3 separate regions of the Mus musculus genome follow, and all the other regions are linked to region 1. Evidence: chromatin contacts called from public HiChIP or PLAC-seq data. All regions are on one chromosome and are shown on one strand. Each heading gives the region's core, a stretch centred on a gene start, on an enhancer-like site or on the middle of the called end of the contact. The rest is flanking DNA. Distances are from core to core; before and after follow the strand shown. Region 1 holds the start of 2900060B14Rik (RIKEN cDNA 2900060B14 gene). Region 2 overlaps Clasp1 (CLIP associating protein 1). Region 3 overlaps Clasp1 (CLIP associating protein 1).

Region 1 (2,700 bases), core at 165-2,664:
GAATGCCATGCTTGAAATGACATATGCAATGGAAACATTAAGCAACAGACCAGCATGCTTCAGTGGCATTGGGTACATTTTACTTATAGCATACAAAAGACACACAGCACACCCACACACTGAAGCATGGGCCAGCCCACCCATGTCTATTCCAACCCCGTTAGGCCTCTGGTGAGAATCCATGAGTCCTGAGCTAATGTAGGGGGGAAATGGAAAATGGTTCAAACATCAGATTCCTAACAGTAAGTTTCAGGATCCCACCATCCTTCTCAGTGAGCGCACTGACTGCAAAGCTACAGAAAAAGAAAAGGACAGACAGACACTGGTAATGAACACTAGTGGAGAATTCCAGCTGACACTGTGGCTCAGTGGTTATTGCTTGCTGGCATACAGAGGACATAGATTCTATTCACCCACTGCGCACACAAAAGGGAATCAAGAAAAGAGAATAGAGAAATTTGCTACTGAAACAGTTGTATAAACAGAATTGCTTAGTGTTTACATCGCCACCATGAAACACACTGATTTAGAGACATCTAAACGGTGGAAAAATCCAACTGGCTCCTTTTTTGTAGGACTTTTCAAAGAAAACTGAGTCTCCGAGGAGGTTGAGAGGACAATGCGTACTGGCTGGCATCAAGCTGATGTCTAAACTGGCATAAAAATCCTCAATTGGCAATATTATAATAATTCGGGTTTAGAGGGGAAGGTACCAGTTTAGGGGCGGTGAGGCCACGATGTGGGGTGAGTCCAGGGTGGGACGGAAGGATGAGAGCCTGCTATGCTAGCTAAGGCTCACCTGTGCCGATTTGCGCCTTGAACCGGTCCTGCAGCCTAGTCACCAGTGCCGACAGGATGTCCATGCCCAAGAGAACCACCTGCAACGCAAAGAAGCACAGCGTCAGCGGTGCAGTGGGATGGCGCTGACATAGCTGGTCCCCGCGGGCGCCCAGCGACTGGGAAGACTGAGCTGGCTGGTCAGGAAAGGGTACTCGGCACGGAAAAACCCGCTACCGTTTGGAAGAAAAACTCGCCGAAGCGGAACTCCACTGAAGCAGCACGACCTAGAGGAGCCTACTGCGGCCCCGCCCTCTCCTTGAGTTGCGTATGCAAATTTACCAGGTCGCACCCTCCCCCCAAATTGCTAACTCTAAGCCTCCCTCCGGCCCCGCCCAGAAAGGCGTGTATGCAAATTTTCAGACTTGTGACGCGCGGCCTTCTGGGTAAAGACAAGCAGGCTTCAGAAAGCCCCTTGGGAGTTTCAGAAAAACAGAAAGGGTATTCGACGTGGGAAGCAGCAGTCGAAGAAAATACTGTACACCGGGCAGGTTGGGGTAGGCCTCCTGCGGTGGTCACCGCAACCAAACCCGGACTTAGAGCTTTCTGGCTGCCGGGCGCGCGTGGTTGCAAGCAACCATCCTTTTCTTGGGGTTGCGCTACTGTCCAATGAACGCGTAGTGAGGGCAGTACTGCTAACGCCTGACAACACACCTGCATCGGTTAGAGCTCTGCTTTACCTTGGTGCAATTTTTGGAAAAAACCACAAAACCTCTCTTCCTTACCTAAACATTTAAAGATTAAAGTAGCCGCGTGTGTACTGTTGCCCTCCTCGCAGTTCCTTTATTGTATGCTAGAGGGCAGCCGGACAGTAATTACTGGAGACCAGCTTTCTCACCGCTGCCCTAAGACTGTGATACACTAAGAAGCGCTCCCTTTGGAAAATGTTGTAATACAGATAAAGGGTTCCGTATTTGGGTTTTCATCCAGCTTACAAGTAAATCTATATACTAATTCAAACACCAAGCCAGCACTGGGAGGAATTAGATACTTGAAAGTGTATAATTCTTTTGAGGCGCAGAGTCTATGTAGCCCTTAGCATGTAGCCCCTGCTGGCCTCAAACTTGTAGCTCCCGACTGCTAAAATTAAAGGCATGTACCACTTCCCGGGGCCCTTTTTTCTCCCAACTTTTAAAATAGTTCTATTTATGAGCATTTTCTTTAAAACAAAGCAAAAAAAAAAAAAAAAAAAAAACCAAAAAAACAAAAACAAACAAAGGTCTTACTTTTGAGCCACAGGATTTAAGTTTCCTTAGTTTGGCTTCCTTCCAAAGAGCACAGTAGGAATGGGAGGTAATTTTACAGTACAGAAACCTGACAAACTATTACCTCAGCCAGGTGACCAAGGTCAGCTTAAACAATGCTAAGTCATGCTGGTGATGTAAGCTTGGTATAATATAATGCACACTTCACCTCTGTCACAGTCTCTTTAAAGCCCACAAGCTGTGAGTAATCTCAAGGAAAATATGAGGGAAACTCAAACACCTGCCCAGTGCGTCGCTGTCAGGGCCAAAACCAAGGATACCGAGAAACTGCCACAGTGAAGACAAATTTTTTATAGTTTCTTAATTTGCCTGGGAAAAGGAAAATGACTTTTTCCAGATATTGTTTTGTTTTGTTTTGAAAGAACCAAATAATAAACAAACCAACTTAAGAGCCAAAGAATGGGCTCCATTGAAAGTTCAGTGTACATAGAGCAAGAGAAATTAAACAGGAAAGCTCCAAGTGCAGCCCAAGGAAGCAAAGGGTTAGAGACCCCCAAAGCGCAGGTGCACAGCAGAGACAGATGCTCTGACAGACAGAGCAGTGGTAAAAAGCAACAGCTGACAATCACTATAGGCTACTACAAAGGAAAAGGGAGGG
Region 2 (2,700 bases), core at 157-2,656, 38 kb after region 1:
CCACACACCTGCTGTCATCCCAGCACTTGGAAACTGGAGACAGGAGGAAGATCAGCAAAGTTCAGGCCAGTCTGGGCTACACAGAAGACCCTGTATCAAAAAGAAGAGATAAGAAAAAAAAGGGCAGGCGAGGAAAGTGGAGGGAAGGAGAGAGAACATGGAAGAGCAAAGATAAAAGAACTGCTCCTGAGTGCTAAGTCCTAAACCTTCTGTCCTGTGACTTTACAAATCCATTCTGAAAATACTGAATTCTCCAGATTCTGCAGGCAGTAGTGCTGCTTATGTGTGCCTTGCTCAGAATCCCATGTAGTTCATGCAGCCACATGCTGTACCTGAGTAGGGAAGCAATCACAAGTTCTAACCAGCACCCCCACTAGACAGGAGCCACCACTAAGGAGCTTAGTATGCAGCAGGCAAGAAATAACTGAGACCCACTCTCTCATTCAGGGCTCATAAAAACTTTATTATCTGACTGGGGAGACGGCTTAGGGGATAAAGCGCTTGCCACACATGCACAAGGACCTGAGCTCAGCTTCCCAGAACCACATAAAAGCTAGACATGGAGGTGCATTTATAATCTATGGGAAGATGAGAGGTGGAATCAGAAGGCTCTCACCCAGAAGTGTATACGTCAGCTAACCTGCTATATGCAACAGTAGTGAGCAAGAAGTGACCCTGTCTTAAACCAAGGGAAAGGAAGGTAAGGACTAACACCTGATGCTGTTCTCCAACCTGCACACACACCATGGCATATGCACACTCACATACACACAAACATGCACACACACACACACACACACACACACACACCATGGCATATGCACACTCCCATACACACAAACATGCACACACACACTCAGATACACACACACACACACACACACACACACACACACACACACCAACCTTTTAAGAGGCTGAAACAGAGGCCTAGAGGTTAAGAGCATTAACTGATTTTGCAAAGAACCCACGTTTGGTTCCCAGCATCCACATGTAGCTCAAAATCATCTGTAACTCCAGTTCAAAGAGATCTGATGCCCTCATCTCTCCTCCACGGGCACCATATATGTGTAGTACCCAAACAAACATGCAGGCAAACATTCATACACAAAATAAAAATAATCTTTAATTATTAGTAAATAATTTGGTTATCCTGGCATGATAAATGGGGAACCTGAGACATTACATTGCTCAGTGAAACAGGCTCCACAAGTTGCTAATTAACAGCAGTATTATTCCAGTCCCAACCTTAAACCGGCCCCTTCCTAGGACAGTCAGCCTCAACTCAAGTACCTCTCAACTCAAGTGAATACAACTGGCCTCAGGGGAGGGAGGAAGCACCTTTGCAGAGAACAGCAGTTAAGTCAACATGGACAGGCATCCGAGGACATTGCCAGGTGGCACTGCCTGGTGGCACTGCAGGAAGGGAAGGAGGAAGTAAGGCCAACTGGCCAGGGGGCATGCACAAGGTCGGCTTCAAGCTTCTGAAAGCATTCTTCTTCCTCAGAGATATTACCTTAGCTAATACCAGGCTTGCTAAATTTCCTTACAGTACCCTTCAGTTTCTACCAAATGCTTCTTGATATACACACAGGAGTACTGGAGCCATGATACAGACAGACAAGGTAGCCTATGAGCCCTCAAAAGCACAAGTGGACTCTGTCTGACCTGAGAGTACCAGGCAGCCTGGCCATGGGATGCACTTGTTAACTTCTGCCCAATAAGTAAGACAGACAGGATCTCAGCTCAGCTTCAACGACAGGAAGGAGTTGGGCGTGGTGGCACACACTTTTGATCCCAGCACTTGGGAGGCAGTGGCAAGCGGATTTCTGATTTCGAGGCCAGCCTGGTCTTCAAAGTGAGTTCCAGGACAGCCAGGGCTACACAGAGAAACCCTGTCTCAAAAAACCAAAAAAAAAAAAAAAAAAAAAAAAAAAAGAAGGAAAACTATAAACCCAAGGGTGAATGAACTACTATGTGCTAGTAACATCTTCAAGAAACATAGGAGCTCAGCGCTCTTGGTTCAGACTGGGGCTTAAAAGCATGTGGGAAGCAAAGCAAGAGGAATTCTGTAAGCACCAGTTCCGATATCCAGATCAGCCTGAGTCAGTAAAGATCTGCAAGAGACCAGGCGTCTGGGGCCCCTTAACAAAGTCTACAGAACAGAAAGCTTCCTTCCCCTGTTAATTGAACCCTGATGTCAAGGGATGAGAGGAAAGATGCAGGAGGGACTAAGGCAAGGACACCTCTCCAGGGCTTCAAGCACCCTGTAGTTTGCATTCATGAAGCTCAACCCTGAATGGTAAAATGCTCACAACATAAATAATCTGTGGATAGCCACCTCCTCCACACACCCTCCCACTCCCACTCCCCACCTATGTTATAAGAGCTCTAATCTTCACATCTGAAAACTATCTCTTCTACACCACTACCCATGGGTCAAAGGCACTCCTTGACAACCCAAATTGTTTCTGGCCAGGTCCCAGTAGACTTCAAAACAGTAATTTGAAAGTAAAATGCTATACACTCTGATCCCTGAGAGATCAGTGAAGACACCTCTTATTCATGAACGGCTGCTCACCACCATGTCAAAGTCTCCTCCCCACAAAACATGATATAAACTTCATCTTCAAGGCTGCAAATGTTTGTAAACACCCACATACCTTCCCTCATGTTTTCCCATAACTTTCAAGACAATCG
Region 3 (2,700 bases), core at 125-2,624, 57 kb after region 1:
TTTCCACTGTGTTTACTTTAGAAACGAGGGTCTAGGTCGAGAGCCATGTGCTGAGCACACTCATCAGCCAAGCAACACACAGAGCACCTCCACCACTAAGACGGGGCACACTGAGAAGCACGTCTTTCCTTAGAGGGCTGCTCTCCTCGAATGGAAATTCATGCCTGAGGTGTAATAGATTAATAGAAAACAAACAATAACAATAAACTCCCACTACTTCCTGGATGAGCAAGAGGTACATGAAGATATAGCTAGAGAGCTACAGATTCAATTCAGATAAAGGCAGCCCAACCTCTCCCTAAGAAGACACAGGTGGAAAAGAAAACAGAAAGCCCCTGCTACTCTCTCTGCAGCATTCCCACTAGAGGAGTTTAAACTCATGGGAGTGGGGAGTTACACGTGCATGTGCACATATAAACATGGTGTGGAGGCCAGGGCCAATCTTGGGCATACCCTTTATTGTGTGTGTGCATGCCATAAAGGGCCTCTGGAGATCAGAGATAAAAGGACAACTTTCAGGAGATCGTTTCTCTTCTCCAAACCCAAGGACTACACTGAAGTAATCAGAATTGTGGCAAGCACCTTCACCCACGGAACTTTCTCACCAGTCCTATTCATCTGTCTGTCTGTCTGTCTGTCTCTTTGTCTATCATCCATCTATCTGTCTGTCTGCTTATCATCTATCTATTTTTGAGGTAAGATCTCTTATTGGCTAGACTGGCTGGCTAGGAGGCTCTGGGAATCCACTTGTCCACTTCCCCAACACTGGAATTACAAACTTGGGCCACCACACCTAGCTTTTCACACTTGTGTGTGTGAGAGACAGAGAGAATTCTGGAGTACACAGAAAGTACTGGAGTACACAGTACTTTACAGACAAAGTCCCCAGTCCAGAGTTTAAGCAGATGGTCAATCACTTTGTTGACTGTCCCTCAAAAGCTGTGTTTGTTCTGCTCTCTGATCTGCTGCTTAGAACTAGGAAATGAAGGAGAAGCCGGGAGTCGTGGCGCACACCTTTGATCCCAGCACTTGGGAGGCCGAGACAGGCGGATTTCTGAGTTCGAGAAGCCTGGTCTACAGAGTGAGTTCCAGGACAGCCAGGGCTACACAGAGAAACCCTGTCTTGAAAAAAAGAAAGAAAGAAAGAGAAATGATCTGTCTTTGAGTCCACTGGTAAAAAGGCTCAAAGGCACACAAACAGCACCAAAGATGACACAGGTGTTTCCCTACTCAGATGCTAAGAAATCCTGACCTGGAGTGAAACATCCTGGGAAACAAAACATCAAGGTCACACTGCAGAGCTCGGCCTCCTTCACCACATCTGGAATGTGGGTTTCGAAAAGGGCTCCCGAGGGAAGATTGTCACCAGGACGAGTAACACTAGACACTCGTGAGCACTAAAGAGCACAGTAAGGGAAACAGGATCACAGGCCCCGACCGGGAGAGAGAGAAAGCAGACACGCCTTCCCTAGCTCAGCTTTGGAATGTCCAGACAAAACACTTTGCTCATGCTGTTTACTCCATTTTGGTAGAAAAACACAGACTTCATTGCAAAAAAGGAAAATAAATTTGAAACTCAGTATTTATTTAAAATGAAACTGGTTAGGGTAGGAAAAAAAAGTGAAAAATCAAATACAGAATCACCCCCTAATTTTTGACAGAGTCTCACCATGTAGCCCAGACTGACCTTGAACTCAAACTCCTCTGCTTCTGCTTCCTGAGTGTAAGACTAGAGACATATAACACCATATCTACCATATATCACCCTGTGATCATTAATATTTATAGTCAGTTTCATAGGTCCTAGAATCCGATAGGAAATAAATCTCAGGGCACATCTATGGGGAACGGTCTATCTTTGGTTAACTGGTACGGGAAGGTCTTGACCCTGAATGTGGTCAGCACCGTTCCATGAGCTGGATAGAAAGGGAAAAGAGATGCCTCTGGGAGTAAAAGTGCCTGCCACCAAGCATGACAACCTGAGTTCCATTCCTAGGACCCCACATGGTGGAAGGAGAGCTCTGACTCCTGAAAGTTGTCCTCTGACCTCTACAAGTGTGCTGTGACTTGAGTGTTGCTAGCTTTGACCCCACCCCACCCCCACAAAGTAAAATAACTAAAAATGCAATAAAAATTCTAATTAAAAAGTGGGAGATGAAAAACAAGGTAGGCAGGGGCTTTTATCTACTTACTAACAGTAGGCTGCACCCCATGAGCACCTGCCTCCTGCTCTGGCGGCCATGCCTTTCCCTCCCTAGCGGACTGTTGAGATACACACTTCCTCCCTTGGTTGCTTGACTTTGTCTAAGCAACAAGGAAAGTACTCCCCAGCCAAACCTTACATCAGTTTTGCAGTCAGGAATAAAACGTATTTCCTAGTATACTATCTAACATGTTTAACCAAATAGTAGGTCATTTCACAAATTCCTAAAACCTATCATTGATTCCAACATTTCAAAATATGACTTAACAGGAACAGTTAAAAATCTTGAAGAGCTGTGGTGGTGCACGCCTTTAATCCCAGCACTTGGGAGGCAGAGGCAGGCAGAGCTCTGAGTTTGAGGCCAGTCTGGACTACAGAGCTAGTTCCAGGACAGCCAGGGCTACACAGAAAAACCCTACCTCAGAAAACAAAAATGAAACAAATAATAAATAAAACAAACAAACAAACAAACAAACAAGAGGCAATGAAATAAAAGT

What was found. HiChIP or PLAC-seq counts read pairs in DNA pulled down with a chosen protein or histone mark.
Region 2: a contact with region 1 is called in an H3K27ac HiChIP or PLAC-seq map of the HPC-7 cell line, with 4 times the contacts expected there. The contact joins the enhancer-like site here to the promoter of 2900060B14Rik in region 1. A contact is called at or near these places in 14 of 39 promoter capture datasets (3T3-L1-derived adipocytes, the C10 cell line, the HPC-7 cell line and 9 more), 10 of 484 Hi-C or Micro-C datasets (the AML12 cell line, the G1E-ER4 cell line, LSK cells and 7 more), 5 of 115 datasets of contacts at active chromatin or transcription factors (the HPC-7 cell line, cardiomyocytes, embryonic stem cells and 1 more) and 3 of 9 other capture datasets (adipose tissue, liver and pancreatic islet).
Region 3: a contact with region 1 is called in an H3K27ac HiChIP or PLAC-seq map of embryonic stem cells, with 13 read pairs. The contact joins the enhancer-like site here to the promoter of 2900060B14Rik in region 1. A contact is called at or near these places in 14 of 39 promoter capture datasets (the C10 cell line, the HPC-7 cell line, cranial neural crest and 8 more), 102 of 484 Hi-C or Micro-C datasets (3T3-L1-derived adipocytes, the 63-12 cell line, the AML12 cell line and 62 more), 29 of 115 datasets of contacts at active chromatin or transcription factors (the 230-238 cell line, the HPC-7 cell line, Th17 cells and 18 more) and 4 of 9 other capture datasets (adipose tissue, embryonic tail, liver and 1 more).

What each region holds. Positions count from the first base shown.
Region 1 is chr1:118,457,979-118,460,678 of GRCm38.p6, reverse strand. 2900060B14Rik (RIKEN cDNA 2900060B14 gene) reads left to right here and starts at 1,414. Exons shown (of 1, transcript NR_027901.1): 1 at 1,414-2,010. It overlaps Clasp1 (CLIP associating protein 1), which reads right to left. Exons shown (of 43, transcript NM_001359328.1): 3 at 800-878.
Region 2 is chr1:118,420,082-118,422,781 of GRCm38.p6, reverse strand. The region is part of intron 2 of Clasp1 (CLIP associating protein 1); the gene reads right to left. Among named protein-coding and RNA genes, the nearest start is that of Gm26080, 32 kb to the left of the region's middle. Within about 2 kb of position 1,406, at least 26 of the 459 cell types and tissues checked have an H3K27ac peak or open chromatin away from gene starts, as enhancers often do. A contact at or near this core is called in the HPC-7 cell line, LSK cells and hematopoietic stem and progenitor cells, where this site is marked.
Region 3 is chr1:118,401,420-118,404,119 of GRCm38.p6, reverse strand. All of the region lies in intron 1 of Clasp1 (CLIP associating protein 1), which reads right to left. Among named protein-coding and RNA genes, the nearest start is that of Clasp1, 14 kb to the right of the region's middle. Within about 2 kb of position 1,374, at least 28 of the 459 cell types and tissues checked have an H3K27ac peak or open chromatin away from gene starts, as enhancers often do. A contact at or near this core is called in the 63-12 cell line, B cells, the G1E-ER4 cell line and 5 more, where this site is marked.